Regions from separate parts of the Nothobranchius furzeri genome. Here region 1 is linked to region 2. Evidence: chromatin contacts called from public Micro-C data. All regions are on one chromosome and are shown on one strand. The core of a region is the stretch at or near the end of the contact, and the rest is flanking DNA. Distances in the headings are between cores, read along the strand shown. Region 1 overlaps si:ch73-103b11.2 (early endosome antigen 1). Region 2 holds the start of si:ch73-103b11.2 (early endosome antigen 1).

Evidence for each region. Hi-C and Micro-C count contacts between places; a contact is called where the count stands out from the background.
Region 1: a contact with region 2 is called in a Micro-C map of tail fin, with 15 times the contacts expected there. The contact joins the enhancer-like site here to the promoter of si:ch73-103b11.2 in region 2. A contact is called at or near these places in 2 of 2 Hi-C or Micro-C datasets (skeletal muscle and tail fin).

What each region holds. Positions count from the first base shown.
Region 1 is chr16:32,035,940-32,043,309 of NfurGRZ-RIMD1, forward strand. si:ch73-103b11.2 (early endosome antigen 1) reads left to right here. Exons shown (of 25, transcript XM_015963427.3): 4 at 4,312-4,463; 5 at 5,475-5,559. Among protein-coding and RNA genes, the nearest start is that of prr35, 43 kb to the right of the region's middle. Within about 2 kb of position 4,607, at least 1 of the 3 cell types and tissues checked has an H3K27ac peak or open chromatin away from gene starts, as enhancers often do. A contact at or near this core is called in tail fin, where this site is marked.
Region 2 is chr16:31,990,450-31,997,969 of NfurGRZ-RIMD1, forward strand. si:ch73-103b11.2 (early endosome antigen 1) reads left to right here and starts at 3,048. Exons shown (of 25, transcript XM_015963427.3): 1 at 3,048-3,399; 2 at 5,734-5,811. The coding sequence starts at 3,280. It overlaps LOC139063451 (actin-binding LIM protein 1-like), which reads left to right. Exons shown (of 5, transcript XM_070545308.1): 3 at 568-642; 4 at 1,013-1,093; 5 at 1,231-1,572. The coding sequence ends at 1,344.

The sequences.
Region 1 (7,370 bases), core at 3,357-5,856, 47 kb after region 2:
AACATTAACTTACTTGTAGGACTTATCAGCTGAACACACTAGTATGCTGCTGTGTTCAGTTAGAAAATCTGCAAAGCATTCCTGTAGGGTTGGGCAATAAGTCAAAAATGTATCATTATCGAAAATTCCGACTCGTATCAAGATAATTTTCCCCATGTCAATAAATGGTAAAAAAATGAAAAGATGTGTGTAGGTTGGAAACATTCATGTCCCTTTAAGAAGCTGTACCACCTCAAGTCACTAAAAATGAGACTCAACATAATACATGTGACAGCCCCATCTAGTGGACAACTTTTGTTTCTGCGCTTACCTGTAGTTATTGTCCATTTATCGTTATCGAGGTAAAATCCTATATTTATCGTGATATTAATTTTAGGACATATTGCCCAGCCCTACATTCCTGTGAATGATATTATTAAAACAGGGCATCTGTCTTTTTAAATGAGATCATCCTGATTCCCCCTAAAACACATATGGGTTTTATTTTTGGTTACTTCAGCAGCTCCCATTCAGACCGTAAATAAAATACAATAGTCTGAAGTTCAGAGACGGAACTAGGTTTATTCTGGCTTTTCACATTTCCTATTTTGATCACAAAGAGATACTTGTTTGTGCCTCTTGTCTGATGTATATATTGTTGTGGATTAACAGCAATTGTGGTTCTGTGGACTGCGGTTGCTGACAATCCTACATTGTGTGAACTAGCACTGATTAACAAAGGATCCATTGTGAAGAGCAATGGCCCAGGGGAAACGGACAGGGTCTAGGTTAGGTGACAGAGGTGTGGATTTGGGGGCCTGGGTCTGGGGGCTTGAACCATGATGGTAGGGGGCATGCTTCAGTGCTGGAGGTGAATAAGCGCAAGACCAGCTGTACTGTAGTACAAAACCAAATGCTGGACTCTTAACTCGGCTTCATATAAAACACTGAAATCCCAGTCAGATGTTGGCAGTTTATTAAGAAGTTAATTTTCTTCACAAACATTGTCAGTCTGATTTATTTTCTGTCTGATGGAGAATCCAGTGCAGTGATTAGGTAAAAGGAGGCTTAAGCTGCTTGCGTAACCGTTGTCAGAATTTGAAATATTTAGCTGTTTATCCTCTGCTGACTTCAGCTCAAGGACAGTCCACCATGTGCAGTGTACTCTAGATCTGTTTACACGGACAGATAGCTGGGCAGTTCAAAGTCACTTCCTACAAACCTCTTTCCCCCTCTCTCCTGTCTCTGTGTAATATTCACCATCAGCTCAAGACCTTTCACCTTTTCATTAACCTTTATCCATTTCTGAGAATTACAAAGCTACCAACTCAAGCTTCTACTGGTCTCTGTTCAGTTTGAGGCCTGGCATTTACCCCGTTGCTCAGTTGTCATAACCAGACTGTTACTTTTACCTTTATGATGGGTCACATTAAAGCTTTTGAAGCAGTGATTATCTTTTCTACTGAAAACTCAAAATATCCGCCAAGCAATAATATCCTTTTGACTTTTAGGCCCAAGCTAGTTAGACTAACCTGATTTTCCATGTTTGCTTTGGCAGATTGGACTCCACCTTTTGACATTGATCAGAGCTGTGAATGAAAGGGACTTTACAGTGAGAGAATCAGCCAGGCCCCTCATCTTCTTTCAGGATGCTATTAACTATTGACTTCTCTGTCCACACCAGAGGCCGTTTGTCAGTCTGAATTGCTCTGTTGCTGATATGATACAGTTATGCAACACAGGCAGATTTTTTAGGTGGATTTCAAATCCTTTTAATTTAGTTTCCAGCTCTGTATCTTAATGTATTTCAATTAGCTCAAGGCTGTAATTCATCATCTGTGGTCTGATACTTAAAGCACAGAGCCACTGTGGTGTTTTTGTGTCTAATGTTCTATCTGCATGTTTATTGCAGTGACAGCAGGACTTGTTCAAACAGCTACCCGTTCCCAGTGCCTTCTCTTAAACAGCCTTTTGCTTCATTGTGCTAAAATAAATCCTCCAGTCAGCATACGATTATCCAGCCTTCTCCCAGGGTTTGTTGAAGACATTTAGAGGTCAGGCAAAGTAAAAGTCACATTTCTGAATTGGCTTTTATACATGCAGTTTTTTAATTCAAAATTTTTCTTAAAAAAAATAAAATAAAATAAAATAAAGTATAATCTCAGTGAGTTTAAATTGTGTTTGATATAATGTTATAGGTCTTTAAGTCAAATCACAATTGACAGGTCTTAGTTACAAAGAATGGAAATCAGTATTTTCCTCAGATTTTGACAGATGTCTCATATCCTGTACTCACTTTTGTCCAGTGACCTTATTTCAACCATTCATGCTGTTCTTTTGGACAGCCATCGGTCTTGATTTGATGCTAATTATGTTTGTGCATTTGAAAATTGTAAACTACAATCTTCAACATTTCACAACATTTTATGAGGCTATTAATCTAATTTTAAAACAACACAAATCTGAGAGTGGAAAGTTTAAGATGGGAACAAGTTAATGATTTTGTCCTTCACAAGAAGGAAAACAAGCTTCTTGTTGGATGTCTTTTCACTGTAAATGAGCCGTACTTGCTCACAAAGCCACCGTGTATGTACTTAACCCTCTGTTCTAAACCTTTAGTCACTTTACACAAGGCTGCATTATTCTGGGAGTCTCTTTGTGTTTGCTTTGGTTAATGACATCCATGTCAGCATTCATATCCTAGTCTGAACCTCAGAGCTACAAATCAGACGGATTAAACTGAAAACGATTGTGAAAATATGAACTTCACCTGTTTGTAAATAGAACAGAAAGTTCCTGTTCTACTTGGATGTTTATACTCGGCAGTTAAAATAATATAAAAGCTTTCTGTTGTTAAGGAAATGCTGTAATCATTATTAGCGTTTTATGATAAGCTAAAGTAGTATGATTTACTTCAAATAAACGAAAGAAGGTAAATGGAAAGAAAGAAAAAAAAATACTCATTTGAAGTCAAACTGCTACATGACTGTCAGGATTTACTTCATGAAACACACTATACTATTTAGTGTAAGTGTGTGAGACTTTGGTTGGGTATAAATGTCATCATCAAAGAGTGTGTGAGCAGCTTTCCCGAAAGCAAACCTACTTGCTTGTTGTGACCATGAAGACGTGATTTCTTAGAGCGCGTGTGGTCTCCCTATAACGTGGGATTCTACATTAACTTATAGAAGCTTGCACATTTCTGTGGAGGTGGAAAGTTACAAGTGTTAGTCTCAACCACACAAAGCGGCATACTGAATGCAGTTAAAAGAATGAAGGTCTTTATAGAGGCAAAATATTCTCTAGGGTCCTGTCGGAGTAGGGTGGTAGAAGGTTTCAGAGACACTCACAACTCACAAGCTCAGATGACTGCCCGCTTCTTCTTTGTTCTTCAGTAGTTTGCAGCCCTTTATTCTTGCTTTTTCAACAAAACCTTCCTTTTTAGTGTTTCCAAGAAAACCAACATCTGAGTAAAATATATCACACATTCTAGATTACATTTCTGTTGTTTCAGACTGCAAAATCCATGAAGTTTGATTACCTAGCCTTGTTTGACATTGCATTTGCTGTCTCGTCATCATTGTGGCATGTTCTATGCAGTTTTATTTGTAATGATATAATGATAAATCACCCACACTTGTATAGCACCCGTCAGAGTCAGAGGACTCCAAAGTGCTTTACACTACAATGTATCATTCACCCATTCACACACACATCCACACACTGGTGTGTGTAGTCACAGCTGCCCTGGGGCACACTGACAGAGGAGAGGTTGCTGAGTACAGGCATCACCGTTCCCTCCACCCACCACCAGCAGGCAACGTGTCTTGCCCAAGGACACAACAGCAGCTCTCTCTGCATGGAGACGGGATTGATCCTACAACCCTCCGATTACTGAACGACTCGCTTTCCCTCCTGAGCTACTGCTGCCCCTACAGTGCATAAGTGTATGTGTCAAGGATAGAGTTGAGATTATGGCCCCAAACTTTACTTTCATAGTAGTTTTCCTGTCTATGTCTTTGTGCTTATAGTGCATCCTTTAAAATAATGCACAAATAATGTAGTTTATGTAGAAACTTTATTTTAGACATTGCAAAATTTTAACGTGAGCTCCAGCAGGAACATTTTGCCAGTGAACAGACTGTTACATCATTCTGTGTTGAGCTTGGCTCTGCTTTTGTGACGAGGCACACCATGTGGAGAGTCTCGAGGACCCGTCTGTTCACTTCTCAACTCAACACTTGTGTGTGTGTGTGTGTGTGTGTGTGTGTGTGTGTGTGTGTGTGTGTGTGTGTGTGTGTGTGTGTGTGTGTGTGTGTTGTGATCCTCCAGCCTAGCACTCTACCCCAGGGTACGATCAATATGAACCAGTGCTCGGATGTCATCGACGGCGAGTCCAGGACGGGTCAGAAGAATTCTCTGTGCATCCTCACACCTGATAAAGAGCATTTCATAAGGGCTGAGTGCAAAGAAATCATCAATGGGTAAGAGGTTGCCATGACAACTACTATGCACTGTTATTATTAAACTTGGAAATGCATTTTGCTAGTACATGTAGTATTTTAGATAAAAGTAAGCTGAAGCAGAAGTTGTGTTGAATCTGTCCTCCAGCCATGACGGTTCTGCCCCCTGCTGTAAGCTTTCAGCTGTGCGTTTCACTGAGTTGTAATTCACTTGGTGACAGTGCACATTCTTGAAGTTTCCTCTCCCTGCTGCTCTCTTTGTATTTATTATAAATCTTCAGACTTTTAGACACAGATCACAATACACAACCTCTAATCTTCATAGTCCAGTTTTCTCTGCTTGTCTGAGCTGCTTTCTCCCTCTGTGGCTGTAGCTTACATGTAATGGCTATTCTTGGAGAACAGTGACTCACAACACCCACTGTTCATTATGTTACCTGCTCCATCACCAAACACCTCCTACGCTCCTATCATCTGGCCTCCATGTGTTGCTTCAGACCGCCATACTTGTCCTCTAAAGGTTGTCATTACCTGAAGCAATAAAAAATATTTTGATGTTTCCGTGTTTGATTTTATGCGTTTCTTTTAAATGTCTATTAACCCATTATTGAATTATGAAAACCATGCAGTCCGAGCACATTTTCATTTTAAAATGCGTCACATGGCTGCATCTATGACAGCTTTGAGTGTGACTCTTTACACCAAAGACTCCGAGCTCTTTGCTGGGTGGGTGTGTCGAACAAAAGCATGTTTGATCAGTGCTTTGTTCCACAGTCACTTGTTTATTTTAGTGCTTTTGTCTACGAGTGTCTAAAAGAATTATTTAACGTTAGTAAGTAAATTCTTAGATAAGTATTCTTTTATGGTATTAACATTCAATATTTGTGCATTAACATTGTGCATTTTATCAGCAGGCATTTATGGTTTGATTTTAGTCTTTGGACAACCATGTGTATAAATCCATTCTGAGTACCAAGTTGGTTTTATTATTTTTGGGAGTTCAGATAACAGAGTCTACTTTGTAACACACAGGTGGCAGGAAGTTCTGTCTGTGTACCCCAGGACCAACAAGCAGAACCAGAAGAAAAAACGTAAAGTTGATCCTCCCTCTCACCAGGTAATTCACTCATCTTTTCCACAATGACATTTTATTTCTTCTCTCCCAAAACAAGGAAAAGTAATGAACAGCCAAACTTGGCTGAAGGCTCTGCTTATAGAGCTCTTTCTTTGTTTTAGGAAGATTTTCAGATTCTTTTTGTTCCACTCGGTAACCTTCGACAGAAACAACAGTTAACACAGCAGTGTGTGTTTGGACTAACACTGATTTTATATAGGTTCAAATAAATGTTTATTAGCATTTTTCTCAAATACATTTTCTTGTTCTGCATTTACGCTACAGACTGATCTTTATTGTAGACTTGATTTTGTTAAAAGTAATGCATTGAAACTTGCACCACAGAAGGGAACACTGGCCAACCAACTGGTTAATTCACCTGTTCCAGTCTCTAATCCCTTCATCATATTATGCTTCCATAAACCTTAATATTTGTCATCATCATCATCACTCGTTTAGTCTGTGTTTTGACTGCGTTTTCAAGTCTGGTGTCTGTGAACTTTTTTGAACTCTTAGCATAAACACCGTCCACCACGTTCCCTGTCCCACTCGTCTCTGTGACCTCATCCCACCTCATCTTTTGTTGTTCCTAATGACTAAAAAATACAGTGACACCTAATTTTGCTCAGACCAGTAAGTGACAGATGAGTACGAACTTTTGTAGCTCTTGCAAAAGCACTCATGCTCTGCTGAACCCCAGGACTTTGTTAAACTTGGGAAAGGTACAATTTGAATTCAAAGGCTACAAAGTTGTTAAATTCTTATGCAATTCTTATATAATTACACATTTTTAGAATAATAAATATATTTGGAATGGAATAGCAGCATGCAGAAAAATAAAAGCATATCTTAGGAAAAAAGTATAATGGATTTCATAAAGCCCTAGTATTGAATATCAACAAAACAAATATTTTCTGTACTTTGTTTTATCGTCATACTACCAACAGTTTTATCAACACTTATTTCCTGTACAGGTCCTTCTCAAAAAATGTGCACATTGTGATAAAGTTCATTATTGTCTGTAATGTACCGATAAACATTAGACTGTCATATATATTAGATTCATCACACACAACTGAAGTAGTTCAAGCCTTTTAATGTTTCTAATATTGATGATTTTGGCGTACAGCTCATGCAAACCCAAAATTCCTATCTCAAAAAATTAGCATTTTTCATCCGACCAATAAAATAAAAGTGTTTTTAATACAAAAAAGTCAACCTTCAAATAATTATGTTCAGTTATGCACTCAATACTTGGTCGAGAATCCTTTTGCAGAAATGACTGCTTCAATGCGGCGTGGCATGGAGGCAATCGGCCTGTGGCACTGCTCAGGTGTTATGGAGGCCCAGGATGATTCGATAGCGGCCTTAAGCTCATCCAGAGTGTTGGGTCTTGCGTCTGTCAACTTTTTCTTCACAATATCCCACAGATTCTCTATGGGGTTCAGGTCAGGAGAGTTGGCAGGTCAATTGAGCACAGTAATACCATGGTCAGTAAACATAGTGGTTTTGGCACTGTGAGCAGGTGCCAGGTCATGGTGAAAAATGAAATCTTCATCTCCATAAAGCTTTTCAGCAGATGGAAGCATGAAGTGCTCCAAAATCTCCTGATAGTTAGCTGCATTGACCCTGCCCTTGATAAAATACAGTGGACCAACACCAGCAGCTGACATGGCACCCCAGACCACCCAGACCATCACTGACTGTGGGTACTTGACACTGGACTTCAGACATTTTGGCATTTCCCTCTGTCCAGTCTTCCTCCAGACTCTGGCACCTTGATTTCCAAATGACATGCAAAATTAGCTTTCATC
Region 2 (7,520 bases), core at 1,798-4,297:
TGTAGCGTGACGTCATATGACCACCAAGGAAGCAGTGGTCATGTGATGCAAGTCTGTTCGATTTAACCATTTTCTTTGACCAAGGAAGGACAGTGTCCTCGTAAGTAAAGCGCCTGGTCTCATAAGAAATCGCCTTGCGAGGTCAGGTGCCTTGACATTGAGGAACACCTCAAATCCTGCCGTCTGAAGCTCAGCTCTGGCTCACACTTCCTGAAATTGGTGCACCGCAGTTTTGTTTCCCCAGAGTTTGACTTACAAGATATTCATTCCAACTAGAGACCACTGCAAATGTATTGGTTAAATCAGAGTTCCACACCTTTAAAACACATTTTCAACAACTAAATTAATATTTTTATGCAAACGAATGTATATAAAATAAATAAATTCAGTGCAACTGAAAGGAACGCTGAATGAGTTGCAACAAGGACATGAATATATAACCTTCTAGTTGCAAGGAGGAAAAGAAAAACATTCAGTAGGCTTAATTACCCTAACTTGTCCCCGCTTGTCTTGTAGAGATTAACCAGGATTGTGTGTGTTTCTGCATGTGTTTGCTTCGTTGTGTAGCTCACCCATGACGATCACCTTCCATTTTCACGAATGGACAGAGGAGTTTCTATGCCTAATTTGTTGGAGACAAAAGCAAGTACCACTTATTTGTTTTATTGGATATGATTACTGATTTCCTGCAAAAAATAAATAATAAAACAAGGTTCTGTGGGCGGTGTTGCAGCTTGAACTTCAACATTAATAACTGTTCTGAGGTCAGTTAAATCACCTTTCACCATGTCTGAGAGTCTTTTAATAAACTGGCTCAGAAGCATCTAGACTTGAGAGTATATTTTTCTACATTTCATGATGCTTTAACTGTCTTAGCTGCTATGTATGTGCTTTACTTGATTTTTGTTTAGAAGCTGTTGCCTGCGTGAAGCTATTTTGTAACATGTCTTTATAAAAATACTCTTCCAAGAAAGATTACAGCTACAAATCAATCTGTGTTTGATCCCTGAAGGTCTACCCATATAAAACACTCACAGTTACAAACGGAGCACGAGTGAAGCTTCCCAAGGATGTGGACCGGACACGACTGGAGGTAAAAAAAATTGTAATTCACCTCATGCTACATATCTAATATGTGTTGCAAACATTCTGGTGAACTATAAAAGCAAATATATGCAGGAAAGGATTTTGTTGATGTTAAAACCACGTGGACCTGGCTTTTTTCTCCAGCGTCACCTTTCCCCAGATTCATTCTTTGAGATCTTTGGGATGCACATCCAAGAATTCGACAGACTCCCATTTTGGAAACGTAACGACATGAAGAAGAAAGCAGATCTTTTCTAAAAACCAGCCTAATTCCAGCCGTTCCTCTGGGAAATGAAAACTGGGATTTGCAGTGATTTACATGAGAAAATAACATATTACACATTGAAGCAAAAACGCTGACGGACCTGCGAACGTGAGAACTCATCTTGATTTTACTTCTCAGAAATGACGTTCACATAGAACATTTTGTAGTTTTGGTGAACGAGGTAGAATTTATGTAATTATTTGAGTTTGTCCATCTTTTTATTGCTGATATTTTATTGTGATCTTAACCGCCTTCCTGCAACTGTCCACTGAGCTTATTTTATTTTGTATTATTCTATTTAGCTTCATTTTTAGATTAAACTAAGTTATGTGGAACCACTTGATGAGTTTTAGGTTAAGGCACTCAAATCACAGCACACAGTGTGTTCTGCTAGACTTAATTGGTTGGTCTGTTTTTATGATAAAATATTAAAGTTTAATTCCTCTCTCTCTCTCTCTCTCTCTCTCTCTCTCTCTCTCTCTCTCTATGGATTGATAATCACAGAAATGTGTTTGATTATATTCCAGAAGAAATCACAAGTGCTTAAGTTTGTTTGCTGTAAATGTGATGACTTATGTACCTTGCAATTTGCTGTTTCATCACCAGTACGTCAACTACCTTAAATAAAAACCTTTCTAAATGATTTGTAAAGAACTTATTTATTCAAAGGTTCAATCTGATTGAGGTGAACTAGCCACAAAGGAAAACTCATAAAGATGCAATAAAAGCTTGTTGTTGTTTTCCAACCATTGCATTTTTACACCAACAGGGAGCGCGCTGGAGCTTTAAATCCACAGTCCATCAACGGTCATCTGCATCGGTGACGTCTTATTTTTTAAACACCGTGAAGAAGCAGTGAAAGCATTGTAAACTGACCTCTTTTGTGCTCCTGACCCTGGCCTTAGCATATATCTTATCAAGGCACATTTGTATGTGTACGTGTCCTTTCATTATTCGCTATTTAGCCCATCTTTGTTGGTTATTAACAAGTAACACATCCCTAAGCAAACAAACAAACAAACACAATCTAAAATTTGCTCTAACTAGTCTTGATAGCATATTTAGCAATATTGCGTTGGAGTTAATTTGCTCTTGTGGGCTCTTTAAAGCCCACCTAGCTTTCAATGAAAACATTAGACCTTTGGAAGCTATCTATTGGTCAGATAAGCCGTGCTCGTAGACGTGATTGGCTGAAACGCTGTCACTCCTCAAAAGCCCCTCCCCGGCTCTTCACGGACTGGAAGTTCTGCCCAAACGAAGATTTTCACGAAAACATCGACCGCAGACTGCGTAGCCACGGCCAGCGAGAGCAGCGGGACAGCGACGCGATGGATCCGGTGGCGTGACAGCCACGTCGATGGCGTTTCTAAAGTTTTACAGCCATGTTTGAGCGTAAAGAAAGACGATAGGAGGGTTAGGTTGAACGATAATGATTGCGGGCTCACTTGTTTGACAGAGAGGGGCCAAAGCGGACCCCCCTCTCCTCGGTTCGAGCCGTTCCGCCCGATGGAGGCTGATGGGACCCTCGCAGCGAGCTGGAGGCCCGGGGTGTCACCTGTGAAGCAGGGACAACTCGACGCAGGACGTTTTTGAGATCGAACTGTGGACACACGAGTGTGTAAAACCACTTATTTGACAACTCTTCAAGGCTTGTAGAGAAAAAGTTGACAGCTCAACATTTGCTGCACGAGACAGCTTCACGCGCAGGATGACCGTCGTTGATGCCACCCAACGAGAGGTAACAGCCTCGGTAGACTCGGGGCAGGTGAACGGCGCAACTTGCTAATGGGCTCCACTCGCTTTACCTTCTTTTAACGTAAATATTTACGCGTTTAAAAGTTTTTCTGTTTTGTTTTTGTTCTTCGGAAGGCGAATTTTGTTTAAAAGGACTTTTCTGCTCAAAGTTTGGCCCTTTCCAGTCATTGACCATGTCCCTAAAAGAAAACGCTTGTCGGAAGTTTCAGGCCAACATCTTCAACAAAAGCAAATGTCAGAACTGCTTCAAACCAAGAGAATCACATCTGCTGAACGACGAAGACTTGAATCAGGTGAGCGTCACCTTTACTTGTTATTATTGTGTCAGGGCTACGTTTGAAGTGGTCGAGTTGTTGGACAGTTAAGTGCAAAGGCGATGTTAATTGGACGTAATTGGTTAACACCCCAAGGGCTCATATGACATCGTTTCATGCACGTTTCATGCACATCTAAGCCTCCATCTTACTTTTTGCAGCAATATAACATACTGTGACCTCTATCTTAGTCATTTCTCTTGTTTAGCTGTTTACCTTAGTCATATGCTTCTTTTTTGTTTATAGAAGTTGTGTATTTTTGACTCACAAAGGTCTTTTGTCAGCCCCCAGGTGTCAACTCACACTGTTCTCACTGTTCTTTATGTTGATCAGTGGCTTTCCTGTCCTTTATTCTTTTTCTGACAAGCAGACGTCTACTCTGTTATGACTACATATTGTACACAGCTCTGGCAGTCATTCATTAGAATAGGTTGGCCATGATGTCTCTCTCTTAAAGTCAAAGATGAAAATCATGTTTTTTTGCCTTATGTTTGCAAAATGTTTCATAACTTACAGGATAATAAAGGATAAGTTGACGTACGTACACAGTTGACTAACTATTGGAGTCGACCATTACAGCTAACTGACATAGCACACCCCAAAAATGACACAAACACGGTCAATTATATAGATATTAAGCTCAAATTTGGTGCGTTAGTAGCTGATGGTCACCTGTAACACATCCTCCATGACCTAAACACTGTAGTGGCATCCAACATGGGCATTATCTGAAGTCTATCATGTCATCTTGTATGTTAGATACGATGAAACACTGGATGAATCTACATCTGCAACAGATTAACCTCTGAATATGGCCCCATTCTGAATGGCTATCATAGCTAATCAACATTAGCAAAAACAAAACTGGTTCAAACCTGATTATTTTTAGCTGTACTGGGATGAATGTGGTAGTAGCTGAAAAACTTCAAAAACATATAGCAGCAACAGATCATACAAGATTTTGTGAGATTGCTCATGACATCACTTTTATTCTTAAAATAATTCTACAGCAAAAGGATGCAGTTGTGCTTGCATGGTTTATTTCATGACATCTTTCACCTGATTTGCCTTTCTGATTCGTCATTGACACGGTCTTGTGTGATCAAAGGGAATTAGAGGCTGGAGCTGTTGTAAAATGAACACAGATCAGCATATTCCAATGAATCCTTTTAGCCACTGAAGGGTGAAAACCGACCTACATTGATCTCACTTATTCCTCTGTCTGGAGGAATTGCCATTTGGGCTCCTGTCAAGTCATGTGAGGAGAGTTATTTTTTCCAAACTGTGTATAGTCTTTTTTTAAATGCTTGTTTTCCACAAAATCCCTCAGTATTTTTTTCTTTCTCAAACAGTTGTTGCCATTTTCATGTTTTTATGTGTGTGAGTGTTTTCTATTGAGTCTGTTCAACCTCTCAATTGTCTGAAGTCAAGATTTTGGACTTTTTATCAAATATTTCTGGCAATTAAAGTTATTTACCTCACTTCAGCTGAGAAATGCACTTGTAATGAAAATGACAGAGGATCTTATGGTGCCATGTGTCTAGCCTTTTATATGGTAAGTTATAACTAATCAAACCCATAGAAAGAGAGGTGCCAGTGGGCTATAAATGTCAGAGCTCCACAGCTTGATCTAACGGCTGTTCTATAGACCGGGAAATGCAAGTGGATTATGTAAGAGGGTTGATTTGTTAAGCTCTTTAGGTTTAGTCAGGATTTTAGTGTAAACATCACTTGTACTTCAGTACATAGTCATGCACACCCAGGGTTTCTTTTTTTTTTCTTTCTTCCACACAGCAAACAAGTGCTGACTACTGCTGTGGCCACTGTTCAAGTATGTTCCAGAACAGTTTGAGAAAGCCCAGGCTGCCAGGCCATCTTGCGTCTCTCACTACACGTTTGACTTGCAAATCTGTGGCCACAAAACTCCCCAAGATTTGTGCTACTTCTCTAGTTGTCAGCCACTATTTTTCTTGTTTAACTTCGGCCTCTTGCTTCCTCCTCCCACTCACCGCTCTTCCCACTGACAGGATTAGAGAAAAGAATCATGTGTGTTAGGCTTTTCTTTTTTCCAGTTCAGGGCAACATGCTGCTCTGGAATACAGCCAACCAGAAAATGTAGCCAACTTTTATCTCAACCAGAACCAGAATTTAACGGCACTAGATTATTATTGCTGCTAATATTTAAAGTTGTTTGGGGCTGCTGCACATTAGAATGTGAGCAACTGAAACTGATCAAAATGCTAATGTTACAGCATTGTGGCAGCATTTAATCTTGGGAATGGTTTATGTATTTCTCTCTTTCTCTTTCTCCAGGCAAAACCTACATATGCAGGATGGTTGCTACTAGCACCCGAGGGAACAAATTTTGACAATCCCTTACACAGATCTCGGGTAAGTGTTCATGCTCACTCAATTTAAAACTGTTCTTAAAAGGCTGTAGTTCTGTCTCATCCAGCACTGCCATGAGTTGACATCATAATTAATTACGTTGATAATTAGAATAGAATAGAATAGACTTTATTGTAATTGCTCATGGCAATTAAATTACAGATGGTCCGCCATCAACAGTGCACAAGACAATAAATGACAATAAATGTGAAAACCATAAAGGACTAAAAACAATTTAAAAACATTTAGCAACAACAAGAAAGTACAACCAGTGATTTGGATCTGCTAAAACAATAATTTAAAATGATTTAAAACAGATTAGTCCACATTACTGATGGGGCTGTGGGGGGTTGAATGGTGCTGTTGTGTTGAATGTTCTGATGGCCCAAGGGAAGAAGCTGTTGGAAAGTCTGGTGGTATGTTATTTAACTGACCTTAAGCGGCGCCCTGAGGGCAACAGTTCAAACAGGCAGTGGGCAGGGTGGGTGGGGTCACGGAGGATAGCAGCGGTTCTCTTTAGGCAGCAGGTTCTGGAGATGGCCTCCAGGGATGGCAGGGTGCAGCCAATAATCCTCTGGGCAGTGTTTATTGTCCTCTGAACAGCCTTCCTGTCCTCAGCAGTGGAGCCTGCATACCACACACTCAGGGAGTAGGTGAAGGTGCTCTCCACTGAGCAGTGGTAGAAAGCCAGCAGCATTTTCTGATCCAGGCCACACCTTCTCAAGACCCGGAGAAAGTGCAGCCGCTGCTGAGCCTTTTTAACCAGAGCTCTGGTGTTGGCAGACCAGGACAGGTCAGCAGAGATGATGGTGCCGAGGAACCTGATGGAGGGGACACAGTCCACACACTCTCCATTTATGAGGAGAGGGGCGTGTGTGTGACTGTGTCTTCTGAAATCCAGAATGAGCTCTTTAGTTTTTTGTATATTCAGAGTGAGGTTGTTATCTGAGCACCACCTTGACAGATTACTGACCTTTGCCCGGTATGCTGCCTCATCTCCGTCTGTGATGAGGCCGACCACAGCGGTGTCATCTGCAAACTTGAAGATGGCAGTGGATGGGTGGGGTGCGGTACAGTCCGATGTGTACAGAGTGTACAGTAGGGGGCTCAGCACACAGCCCTGAGGAGAGCCAGTACTGAGTAGGATGGAGGAGGAGAGATGGGAGCCAAGTTTAACATGCTGTGGTCGATTTGTGAGAAAGTCTTTTATCCAGTGGCAGGTGGAGGGAGGGATCTGAAGGCTCAGCAGTTTTGAGATAAGAATGTCTGGGATGATGGTATTGAAAGCTGAACTGAAGTCAACAAAGAGCATCCTGACGTAGCTTCCTCTGGTCTCTAGGTGGCTCAGTGTTGTGTGCAGCGTCAGGGCGATTGCATCCTCTGTTGATCTGTTTCCCCGGTAGGCAAACTGAAGGGGGTCGAAGGAGGTGGGGAGACAGGCTTGGATGTGGTTGGAGATAAGTCGCTCCTGACACTTTGTGATTACAGGTGTGAGAGCAACTGGTCGATAGTCATTTAAGCTGTCTATGGAAGATTTTTTGGGGATGGGAATAATTGTTGCAGACTTGAGGCAGCTCGGGACTGAAGCATGAGACAGGGAGAGGTTAAACAACTTGGTGAGGATACCTGCCAGCTCATTGGCACACTCCTTGACCATGATCCCTGGTATGCCATCTGGTTTGGCAGCTTTCCTGGGGTTTACTGCTCTCAAT